Regions from separate parts of the Sus scrofa genome. Here region 1 is linked to region 2. A link is a contact called in public HiChIP or PLAC-seq data. All regions are on one chromosome and are shown on one strand. The core of a region is the stretch at or near the end of the contact, and the rest is flanking DNA. Distances in the headings are between cores, read along the strand shown. Region 1 has its middle 66 kb from the start of FAM46A. Region 2 has its middle 160 kb from the start of RPL18.

Region 1 (5,670 bases), core at 3,118-5,617, 260 kb before region 2:
ATCTTAATCCATTTCTTGCCTGTCGCTTTGTCTCACTGAATTCCTTCTGCTCTGAGGATGAACCTGAACCTCAGTAAGTCCAGCACCAGGTGAGTGATCTTAATTTAAAAACCATGGGTTCGGAATTCCCATTGTGGTGCAATGGAAACGAATCCTACTAGTATCTGTGAGGATGTGGGTTTGATCCCTGGCCTTGCTCAGTGGATCAGGGATCCGATGTTGCTGTGAGCTGTGATGTAGGTCACAGACAGGGCTCGGATCCCACATTGCGGCTGTGGTGTATCCAACCCCTAGCTTGGGAACTTATAGATGCTGCAGTGCGGCCCTAAAAAGCAAAAAATAAAAATAAAAACCATGGGTTCAAGTCCAATCTTGGTTTAGGCTGTGTTCGAGTCCTGGCGCATAGGTTCAAGTCCCAGTCTGGGTTCTGGTTGGGTTCAAGCCATAAGTGCTGTCAGTTACAGTGGTATCATCTGCTTTCACAGGCTCTAGGTCAGAGTCCACTTTGATGCTGTCTTCTCTTTTGCTTCCTACATCCACACCAGTCTTGCCACCTCTTCATTTGTCCTTCCATTCAGTTTTATCTTCATTTCCATCATTTGTTTTCAAACATTTTCTTGCCAACAACATAATGATGATTAGATATTGCACTAAGGGTTTTGCCTTTATAGTTCACTTAATTATCGCAAACACATGTTGAGAAAGATTCTATTATTATCCCTTTTTCATTTTTTGTTGAGAAATTCAACTTCAGGAATCTGAGTAACTGGCTAGTCATTCAGACTATAAGTAGCAGACCCAAACATCAGCTCAGGATATTTGACAAAAGTATCCTAACTACACCTATGTCGGTCACTCCACTGTTTGAGTGAACTGCCGTATTTGTTGCCTTTGATATCACTTCCCTTGCAATCTCTCTTGAGGAGGCAACATACTCTATTCTTTATTCAGTTTCTAAACATTGCCTCTTTTTGGAATCACCAAACTCCTTCCAGACTACCGTTCCATCATCAACACTGAAAACCCCTTCTGTATGTAACCTCACACCATCCAGATTTCCATCTTTCTCCATTTCCCTCTCAGCTCCTCCAGGTAACCTCACTACAGTCCCAGAATACTGACTCATCACTTTCTTTTCTATTCTGTACCTTATACCATCTAATATTAACAATGGCACAACCAATAACCTACTCTCCTCAATTTCCTCAATTGCAATGATTTTTATCTCCATTTCTGTTTTAAAATATTATGGCCACTTGGAGCTTTACTTTTTTTTTTAATGGCCACACTGCAGCATATGGGAGTTCCCAGTCCAGGATAGAGTCCAAGCCACAGCTATGACCTATGCCAGAGCTGCAGCAATGCTGGATCCTTTAATCCACTGTGCTGGGCTGGGGATCAAACCTTAGCCTCCGCAGCAACCCAAGCCATTGCAGTCATATTCTTAGCCTACTGCACTACAGCAGGAATTCCAAGCTTCTTTATTTTTTAATTCTTACCTCATAATTTTACTTCTCTGGCCAAAGCTTTCTATACTGGCTCCCACTCCTATATTCCATATTGTCTTAGGGTTCTTCAGGGAAACAGAATCAATAGAATGTGTGGCTGGCTGGCTGGCTAGATAGATAGATAGATAGATAGATAGATAGATAGATTGATCTCTTTTAAGGAACTGGCTCTTGCAGTTGTGGAAACTTACCCAGATACTGATTTCATCCTTGTGGGCATAATAAATTTGTGGTAAAATGTTTCTATCTTGAGGAAAGGTAGTTGTAATTTTATGAACTTAACACAAGTTAGGTAACTTCTATTGGTTCCATTTCTTTGTCTGTAAATTAGATACAAATAATAACAATACTTACCTCATAGAGCTGTTGTGAGGAATAAATGAGACTGAATATAAAGGGCATAGAAGAATACCTGGGATCTGGTAAGCATTAGGTGCATGGGGGCTATTATTACTGTAACTGCAACCATCAGGGATTTCTAGCACCCTTCAGCAGGGGTGTGCTGGAGTCATCTCTTTTTAATTGTTAATACTGGAGTTCCTGTCATGGCTCAGTGGTTAATGAATCCAACTAGAAACCATGAGGTTGCGGATTCAGTCTCTGGCCTTTCTCAGTGGTTTAAGGATCCGGCATTGCTGTGAGCTATGCTGTAGGTCGAAGACGCGGCTCAGATCCTGAGTTGCTGTGGCTCTGGCATAGGCCAGCAGCTACAGCCCCAATTAGACCCCTAGCCTGGGAATCTCCATATGCCATAGGTGCGGCCCTAGGGGAAAAAAAAAAAAAAGACAAAAAAAATTGTTAATACTTTGAGGAATTTAGCCAGTTATTAAACATGCCTGTCATTAAAAATGAAATTTTACAAAGTTAGAATTCAATAAATTCTATCAGAAATAGAGGTCACAAATACTCAGAACTCATCACATCCCACTGATTTTGTTCTACTTTAATATTACCTGTGCCCTTGCAGTTATGTAACTCTACTGTAGCAACATGGTAGCAGTACCATGGGCAGGGTGCTCTTTCTTTCTAGTTCTGTTTTGGTGATGCGGCTGTTGATAGTGTGAAAATGGTCATGATAGCAATATCTCACCACAGAAAGTAGCTAACACTGCGGATCAGGTCCTGGTTTATTGTTTATTGATTCTTTAGGCTAAAGAAAGTAATGGAGGGAGTTACCCTCGTGGCTCAGTGGTAAATGAACCTGACTGGTATCCATGAGGATGTGGGTTGGATCCCTGGCCTTGCTCAGTGAGTTAAGGATCCAGCGTTGCATTGAGCTGTGGTGTAGGTCACAGATGTGGCTCGGATCCTGTGTTGTTGTGGCTGTGGTATAGGCCAGTGGCTAGCGCTCTGTTTTGACCCCTAGCCTGGGAACCTCCATATGCAAGTGGGAGTGGTGATAAAAAACCAAAAAAAAAAAAAAAAAAAAAAAAAAAAGAAAGTAATAGAGAAAACATCAATAATACAAATTACACTTAGCTTAACAATGTGTTGTATCTAGTGCCAAAGATGAAAGAGGTTTCAATTTAATGACTATAACTTTTTTTTTTTTTTTGGCTTTTTAGGGTTGTACCCATGGCATATCGAAGTTCCCAGTCTAGGGGTCGATTCGGAGCTACAGCTGCCAGCCTATGCCACAGCCAGAGAAAATCAGAATCCGAGCTGCATCTGTGACTGACACAACTCACAGCAATTCTGGATCCCCCACCCACTGAGCAAGGCCAGGGATCGAACCTGCATCCTCATGGATACTAGTAATGAGTACAACTTTTGTATAAGGGTTACAGATAGTCAATTATAAATCATCTATCAGTAACCTATACAAATAATACTCGTGCTGTTTTTTTTGTTTGTTTTTTGTTTTTTTGTTGTTGTTGTTGTTGTTGTTGTTTTTTTTTTTTTTGCTTTTTAGGGCCGCACCTGCAGCATATGGAGGTTCCCAGGTTACGGGTCTAATCAGAGCTACAGCTGCTGTCCACAGTTCCAGCAACAGCAATGCCAGATCTGAGCCTGTTTGTGACCTACACCATAGCTCATGGCAACGCCAGATCTTTAACCCACTAAGCAAGGCCAGGGATCGAACCAGCAATCTCATGGTTCCTAGTTGGATTCTCTTCTGCTGTGCCACAACGGGAACTCCCTTGTGCATCTCTTTATGATGCTGCTCTGTGCAGATCACACTCACCTACTTTTCAATCACAGTAGTGACTATCTCTCAAGTTATTTAGTCGATCATATAAAATAATCCTGCCCACTGATTCAGAATAGAATTAAGGAAGATAGGAGAAAGGTAATATTTTAATATTCATTGAGTGATTCCATGCCAGGGCCTATCATAGAGACCATAAATACATCATCTTATTTGTTTCTCCAAAATAATTCTTTAGAATAAACAGTACTATCCTCATCTTACAGATGAGAAACCTGAGGCTCAGACAGGTCAAGCAGTTTGGTCATGTTTATAGTTCATCAATGGCAGGTGTGGCATTTGAACTCTAGAATGTCTGACTCTAAAGCTTTTGTTCTTTCTCCCCTCTTACTATACAATTTCATCTGCTTTATCTTCCTTAACCAAAATGAGATCATTTTCTTTGTTTTAATCTTAATTGGGAAAAACTTTAAAGTTATTAACAGACACATAGTGGAAAAGAAAAAATAATTCCTAAGCATCTCCTCCCATTGATGGTCTTCTGAGTATATCATATTTCAGCCTCAAAAATAAACATTCTTGGAGTCCCCTGGTGGGTCAGCAGGTTAAATATCTGGCGTGGTCACTGCTGTGGCTCAGTTCACTACTGTGGCATGGGTTCAGTCTTTGGCCTGGGAACTTCCACATGCTGCAAGTATAGCCAAAAAAAGAGAAATGAAGTTCTCACCAGTCGTGGTTCATGCCAAAGCAGAATTGGGCATTACCCATGACTAAAATAGGCTCCTCCTTCTTCTAATGAAGATCCCAAGTCTTGCTTTACCCCTATTATCATTCATCCAGTTCTGATTGGCACTAGTTCTTGGCTGCACTCCCAGAATCAGTACATTCCCAAGCCAAACCAGTCTTCTATTTCATATTATGTCTGCTTTTCATGGTGAGAGTCTCAGAGAAAAGGAAACAGATATAGGCTGTGTAAATAGAGCATATTGTAGGGTTGGGAGTGAAGTAATTTTAGAGGAAGTTAGAAATTTTGCTAAGTAATAGCAATTATGAAGTTAAAGCACAATTACATGCAACCACCATGCATAATATGAAAGAGAAAGATACTGTAAACAAGTGGTCAGAGAAGACAGAGGTGGACATCAAAGTGCACACAGGGTAAAAAGGATTAATATCATTTCTTTCAAAGGCGAGCAATCCCAAGGCATTTTAATTCCACTCCTCTCTTTGACTAACTTATTTTATGATCGCCGTTATTATAGCCAAGTGTTCTCTAATCCAGTGCTTCTCAAACTTGAGTGCATGAAAATCACCCAGAGAGCTTGTTAAAATGCAGATTCTGATCCAGTAGCTCTGGGGTGGGGCCTGAGGTTCTTCATTTCTAACACACTATAAGCGAACAAGGTTGGTGCCCGAGCTGCTGACTTAGAAACTCACCTTTAGTGGCAAAGCTTTTGCCCATAAGACAAAACAAACAAACAAACAAACAAAAAAACACCACTCTTTGGGGGGTAGGAGGAGTGAGTGTATCTAGTACCTTAGAAAATGAGATCAAAAAGAACATCTGTATGTTACATTTCAAGGAATTCTCCACTTTGGACTATGAGCACTGATATCCCATATGATGCTGATTCCAGAAACTTACCATGCTTATCTTGCAAAGATAAAATTTTCTTATTTTGCAGACTTCTGGAATTCGAAAGCAGTTAGTTCCTCAAACATTAGGTGTGTGTTGACAAAACTGAAAATGAATATGGACTTCTACTTTCAAGAGTCCAATCAGATTTTTTTTTTAATCTTACATGGATGAATTTATGAAACCACAAAAATAAACACCAATTTCATTCATTTTGAATGAATGTACATATGTCTACATCAAAATTGTAGCTTTTAGGGTAAAAATACATACAGTGCAACTTGTGGGTTTCTTTTTGACAAGCAGTGATAAGTTTCAGTCTAGCCAAGGATAACGTAGTCTAAGAAAAGGCTTCACAAATATATGAGGGACACAGA
Region 2 (5,115 bases), core at 1,870-4,369:
CAGAGATGGGTAAATATATATACACATCTTTTTCTTTTCTTCTGTCTCAAATTATCTTCTCCCTCTCTTCACCTAGTTATGTCCTACTCAGAACATAATCGTAAATCGATAAGGAAGGAAACCCTGTCATCCAAGTTCAGTTCAGTTTTTTCTTTCTTCTTTCTTTCTTTCTTTCTTTCTTTCTTTCTTTCTTTCTTTCTCTCTCTCTCTCTCTCTCTCTCTCTCTCTCTCTCTCTCTCTCTCTCTCTCTTTCTTTTTTAACTTTTTTTTAGGTCTGAACCCTCTGCATAAGGAAGTTTCCAGGCTAGGTGTTGAATCAGAGCTACAGCTGCCAGCCTACACCACAGCCATAACAACACCAGATCTGATCCATGTCTGTGACTTACACCACAGCTCATGACAATGCCAGATCCTTAACTCACTGAGCAGGGCCAGGGATTGAACCCACATCCTCATGGATACTTGTCAGATTCGATTCCACTGAGACACAATGGGAACTCTTCTTTTGTTATTTTGTGTATGAAAGCATAAAACCATGTCTTTTTTCTTTCTGGATTATAGCAATTTGTAATTCTGTCCCAATCTATGTGATTGTTTTAATTCCATATTTCCTTGCTACTAGACTAATGATCTTCATGACATCAGGAACCTTGTCTTTCCCAAAGTGTGCCAGTGTGTCTTAATTAGCAAGAGGTAGGCACTGTGTGTGTGCATCTCTGCATGTGTGTGTGTTAGAAGAAAATATACAAAAATATTAACAGTGGTTATTTATAGGTAATGGACCTATGATTTTTTCTGTCCTTTATTTTCCTATATTTTATATATCTTCTACAATGGGTATGCATTTGTTTATAACTAGATAAAAATAAATGTGTTGTGTTATTAAAAGCAATCAAATGAATTTCAGAGGAAATGCCTGTCAGCCACTTATGCCAAATATTAGTGAACCACAAAGGATTACCAGGAAAGGTAAGGAAAATTAACAGCATTAAAATAGAGCCTAAGATGAATTTATAAAATAACTAACCATGGCATAAATAGAACAGAAGAGATATTTTTGAAAATCTGAATTAGCATCTTCAGAGAAAATGCTATTTTTATCATATCAAACTTCTGTGAAAAAGAGAGCAATCAGGGAACAATAAAGAGATTTATGTAATTTAAAATATATTTGCAAAAATGCAGTGAAAGAAGTGCATAGTAAAGGACATACAGCTGAAGTTAGTGAGCTGAAAAATAAACCAAGGCAATCTCCCAAAATAGGAAATTAAAAGTAATGGAAAAAGTGAAAGAGAACTTAAAGAAATAGCATATGTCCAAAAGGTGTTTGATAAAGAGATTGCAGGAACTATGTAGAAGAAGGAGAAAAAAGAAGAGAAATGGTAGAAGAAAATTTCTCTGAGCTAGAGACAAAAATGTCATCAAATATGAAGGACCCACCAAGAGCCAAATAAAGGACAGTGGGATTTTAAGACAAAAACCTGGATACATACTCTAAAAAAAAAAGTCAACTAACCAAAGATATAAAGAAAATCCCAAAGTTTCTAGTTAGGAATACAAATTGGCTAGAAAAATAAGAATTTTTTGCAGCAATAATTGGAAAAAGCAAAAATGTTTTTTGAACATGGAATTCACATTCTACTAAATCTAAATAGCTCCTTTATCCTGTTGAAACAGATGAGGCACAAGGTAAATAAGTAAAATATTTATACTGTTAGATAGTGATCCAGCCAGGACTGGGAATGTTGCAGGAAACTTTAAGTAGTGTTATCAGGGCGGCTTCACTACAAAAGCAACATCTGAGTCAAGACCCAGAGGAGGTAAGGGGTGGCCATTCAGATGTCTGGGGCAAGCATTTTAGGAATAAGAAGGTTCATCATGTGCAAAGGCCCTGGGGCAAGTGTAATCTTGCATGTTCTAGGAACTCCAAAGATGCCAATGCAGCTGGAGTAGGGTAAAAAAGGAGGAGAGGTGACAGGAGACATTACATGGGACCTGTAGGACACTGGCGAACATCAGTTTTTACTCAGAGTGAAATAGGAAGTTATTGAAGAGTTTCATGCAGACGGGTGACATAATCTATCACTTGAGCTGATGAAGGGGGTGAAGGGAAGATTCAAGGAAACTGGGTGAAAAAGCTATGACAGTAATTAGGGCAAGAGATGAAAGAGAGAAGACCAGACCAGGATGGAAGCAGAGGAGGGGTGGAAAGTGTTCTTACTCCAAGTACACTGTGGAGATAAATCTAATAGGAATGAAGTGTGACTCCAAGGTTTTTGACCTGAGAAGCTGGAAGATAGAACTGCCATTGCCTAAGATGAAGAAGGCTGAAAGCAGACATGGAGGGGAAAGCCAAGATTTCGGCTTTGGACATGTTGTATTTGAAATTAGATGTCCGTGTGGAGTTCTAGAGAAGGATGTTGGATAGACAAAGCTGGCTTCAGGAAGAGATATGAGAGAGAGAGAGAGAGAGAGAGAGAAATGGAATGCTAGAGAGAGATTTATTTAGATATATATACACACATATATAATACATATATATGTATAAACAGATGCATACATACATATATGCATACATATGAACCATCAAGGTAGAAATGCTTTTTAAAAACATGAAGTTTCCAAAGTGAGTAGAGGTGAAAAAAGGGAAGAAATCTAAGATTTGGTTTCTAGGATGTGCCAGCATTGAGAGGTCAGAGAGATGAGACGAAAGGAGCAAACAAAAAAACTGAGAAGTAGCAACCATAGAAGTAGGCAGAAAATCAAGGGAACACCATGTCCCAGAAGCCAAAGGAAGAACATATTTCAGGGAAGAGAGAGTGATCAAAACTGCTGACCGGACAAGTAAGATGACCGCAGGATTTGGCAACATGAATGTTCTTAGTGATCTAGATAAAGTGGTTCTCTGGAAGCTTGAGAAGATATGGGGGACAGTAAGTATCAGTAAACCTTTAGAATTTTCTTGTGGCATAGCAGGTTAGGGGTCCAGCATTGTCGCTTGTCACTGCAGCAGCTCTGGTTGCTGCTGTGGAGCAAGTTCAATCCTTGACCCAGGAAATTCCACATGCCTCTGGGGAAAAAAAAAAGGATGACATAGAGGGTGGCTGAAGGGGGAACTGAGGTCAAGAAAGAATTTTTTTTAAGTTATGAAATATAACTTCCTCTTTGAAGGTTAACAGAAAGATCCAGTAGGGAGGGGGAAATTAACTTGAAGCAGGAATGAAAAAGGAAATTGCTGGAGCAGTGTCCTCGAATATGCAAAAGGGGATGGGATTGGAGGCAGAATGAGAGAAGCTGGGCTTGGCTGGGAGTATAGAGAATTCAGCAGAGACAAAAGGAGCAAAGCCTACTTAAGAGGGTAAAGAGGCAGGGAGTGAGGAGATGCAGTGATGGGAACTTATGGAAGTCTTCAGACTGTGGTTTTCTCAGGACCATCTACCTGAGAATTAAGACTGTACTTTCAGGGATCATTTCCATCTATTTGAGAATGAGGATGGCAGTGATGAAAAGAGGAAAAAGTCACATGTATGTATGACTAAGGAAAGACCAAAGCTAGAAAGAAACATCATTTCAATCCTGATGCTTAAAATAATCTCCTTTAATGAACTCAATCGGGAGGGTGTTTGTTTGTTTGTGTTAAAACTTACATTTCCAGAATTCCTTTCATGACTCAGCGGAAATGAATCTGACTAGCATCCATGAGGATGCAAGTTTGATCCCTGGCCTTGCTCAGTGAGTTAAGGATCCGGCATTGCATCAAGCTGTGGTGTAGGTCACAGACACAGCTCGGATCTGGCGTGGCTGTGGCTGTGGCATAGGCCAGCAGCTATAGCTCCGATTCGACCCCTAGCCTGGGAACGTCCATGTGACACGGGTGCAGCCCTAAAAAGACAAAAACAAACAAAAAACCTTATATTTCCTTTTTTGTAGGTTTAATTACACTACTTGCTTCCAAGGTGACACATTACATACATGGTGATATAGTGATATACAGAGAGAATAACATATATATATATATAAACTTAATATATGTATATATAAAATGATATTAATTTGTTTCAACATAGAAACTATATATAAAAAAACTGAAGACAGGAGTTCCCATTATGGTTCAGCAGGTTAGAAACCCAACCAGTGTTCATGAGGATGCGAGTTTGATCCCTGATCATTCAGTGGGTTAAGGATTTGGTGTTGCCACAAGCTGCAGCATAGGCCACAGATGTGGCTGAGATACAGCATTGCTATGGCTGTGGTGTAGGGCATTAGCTGCAGCTCTGATTCAACACCTAGCCTGGGAACTTCCACATGCAGGTGCAGCCACAAAAAGAAAAAAAAAAAATTTAAGAAAATATAATTAAAGAATATAATGGAAATATTATAAACCTTGAAAATGAAAAAACAATATAATAAATAGGCTCTGGGGCAAGGAAATGAGGTGGAAGTGTGCTAAAACCCTCATCTGTGTGCAGTTAATAGGTGCTGTGTAGAATTTTTATATCAATATGCAGTCCTAATGACAAGTATCAGAAAAAACTATGGATAATAATACAACACATTTGGGAAACAGAAGGAAAGGTTAAGTGGGCTAGAGTTCTTTTAATTTCCCATCACTTCTCACTGGGCTAATTGTGTCTAAAGGCAATTAAGAAAGTAAAGTGTAATTTAACATTACAACAGCCAAGTAATGGGATTACTTCTGGGTAATAGGACTGACTGGAGAAAGGATGAAAGGGGAAATTCTCTATGTATTTCAGGATCACTTGATTTACCCGTGCATGTGCATACATGTATTATTTTCCAAATGTTTTTTTAAATTTTAAATAATTTAAGAAGCTATGGGAGATCCCGTTGTGGCTCAGCAGAAATGTATCTGACTAGGATCCATGAGAATGCAAGTTTGATTCCTGGCCTTGCTCAGTGGGTTAAGGATCCAGCATTGCCATGAGCTATGGTATAGGTGGCAGACGTGGCTCAGAGCCCATGTTGCTGTGGCTGTAGGTGTAGGCCGGCAGCTGCAGCTCCGATTCAACCCGTGGCACCTCCATGTGCCACTGCTGTGGCCCTAAAAAGACAAAATTTAAAAAAAAAAGAAGCAGCAGCTATGAATACTATTTT

The links. HiChIP or PLAC-seq counts read pairs in DNA pulled down with a chosen protein or histone mark.
Region 1: an H3K27ac HiChIP or PLAC-seq map of alveolar macrophages shows a contact between it and region 2. The contact joins two enhancer-like sites. A contact is called at or near these places in 1 of 47 Hi-C or Micro-C datasets (heart right ventricle) and 1 of 2 datasets of contacts at active chromatin or transcription factors (alveolar macrophages).

Annotation. Positions count from the first base shown.
Region 1 is chr1:84,476,653-84,482,322 of Sscrofa11.1, reverse strand. No RefSeq gene overlaps it. Among named protein-coding and RNA genes, the nearest start is that of FAM46A, 66 kb to the left of the region's middle. Within about 2 kb of position 4,367, at least 6 of the 83 cell types and tissues checked have an H3K27ac peak or open chromatin away from gene starts, as enhancers often do. A contact at or near this core is called in alveolar macrophages, where this site is marked.
Region 2 is chr1:84,218,710-84,223,824 of Sscrofa11.1, reverse strand. No RefSeq gene overlaps it. Among named protein-coding and RNA genes, the nearest start is that of RPL18, 160 kb to the left of the region's middle. Within about 2 kb of position 3,119, at least 7 of the 83 cell types and tissues checked have an H3K27ac peak or open chromatin away from gene starts, as enhancers often do. A contact at or near this core is called in alveolar macrophages, where this site is marked.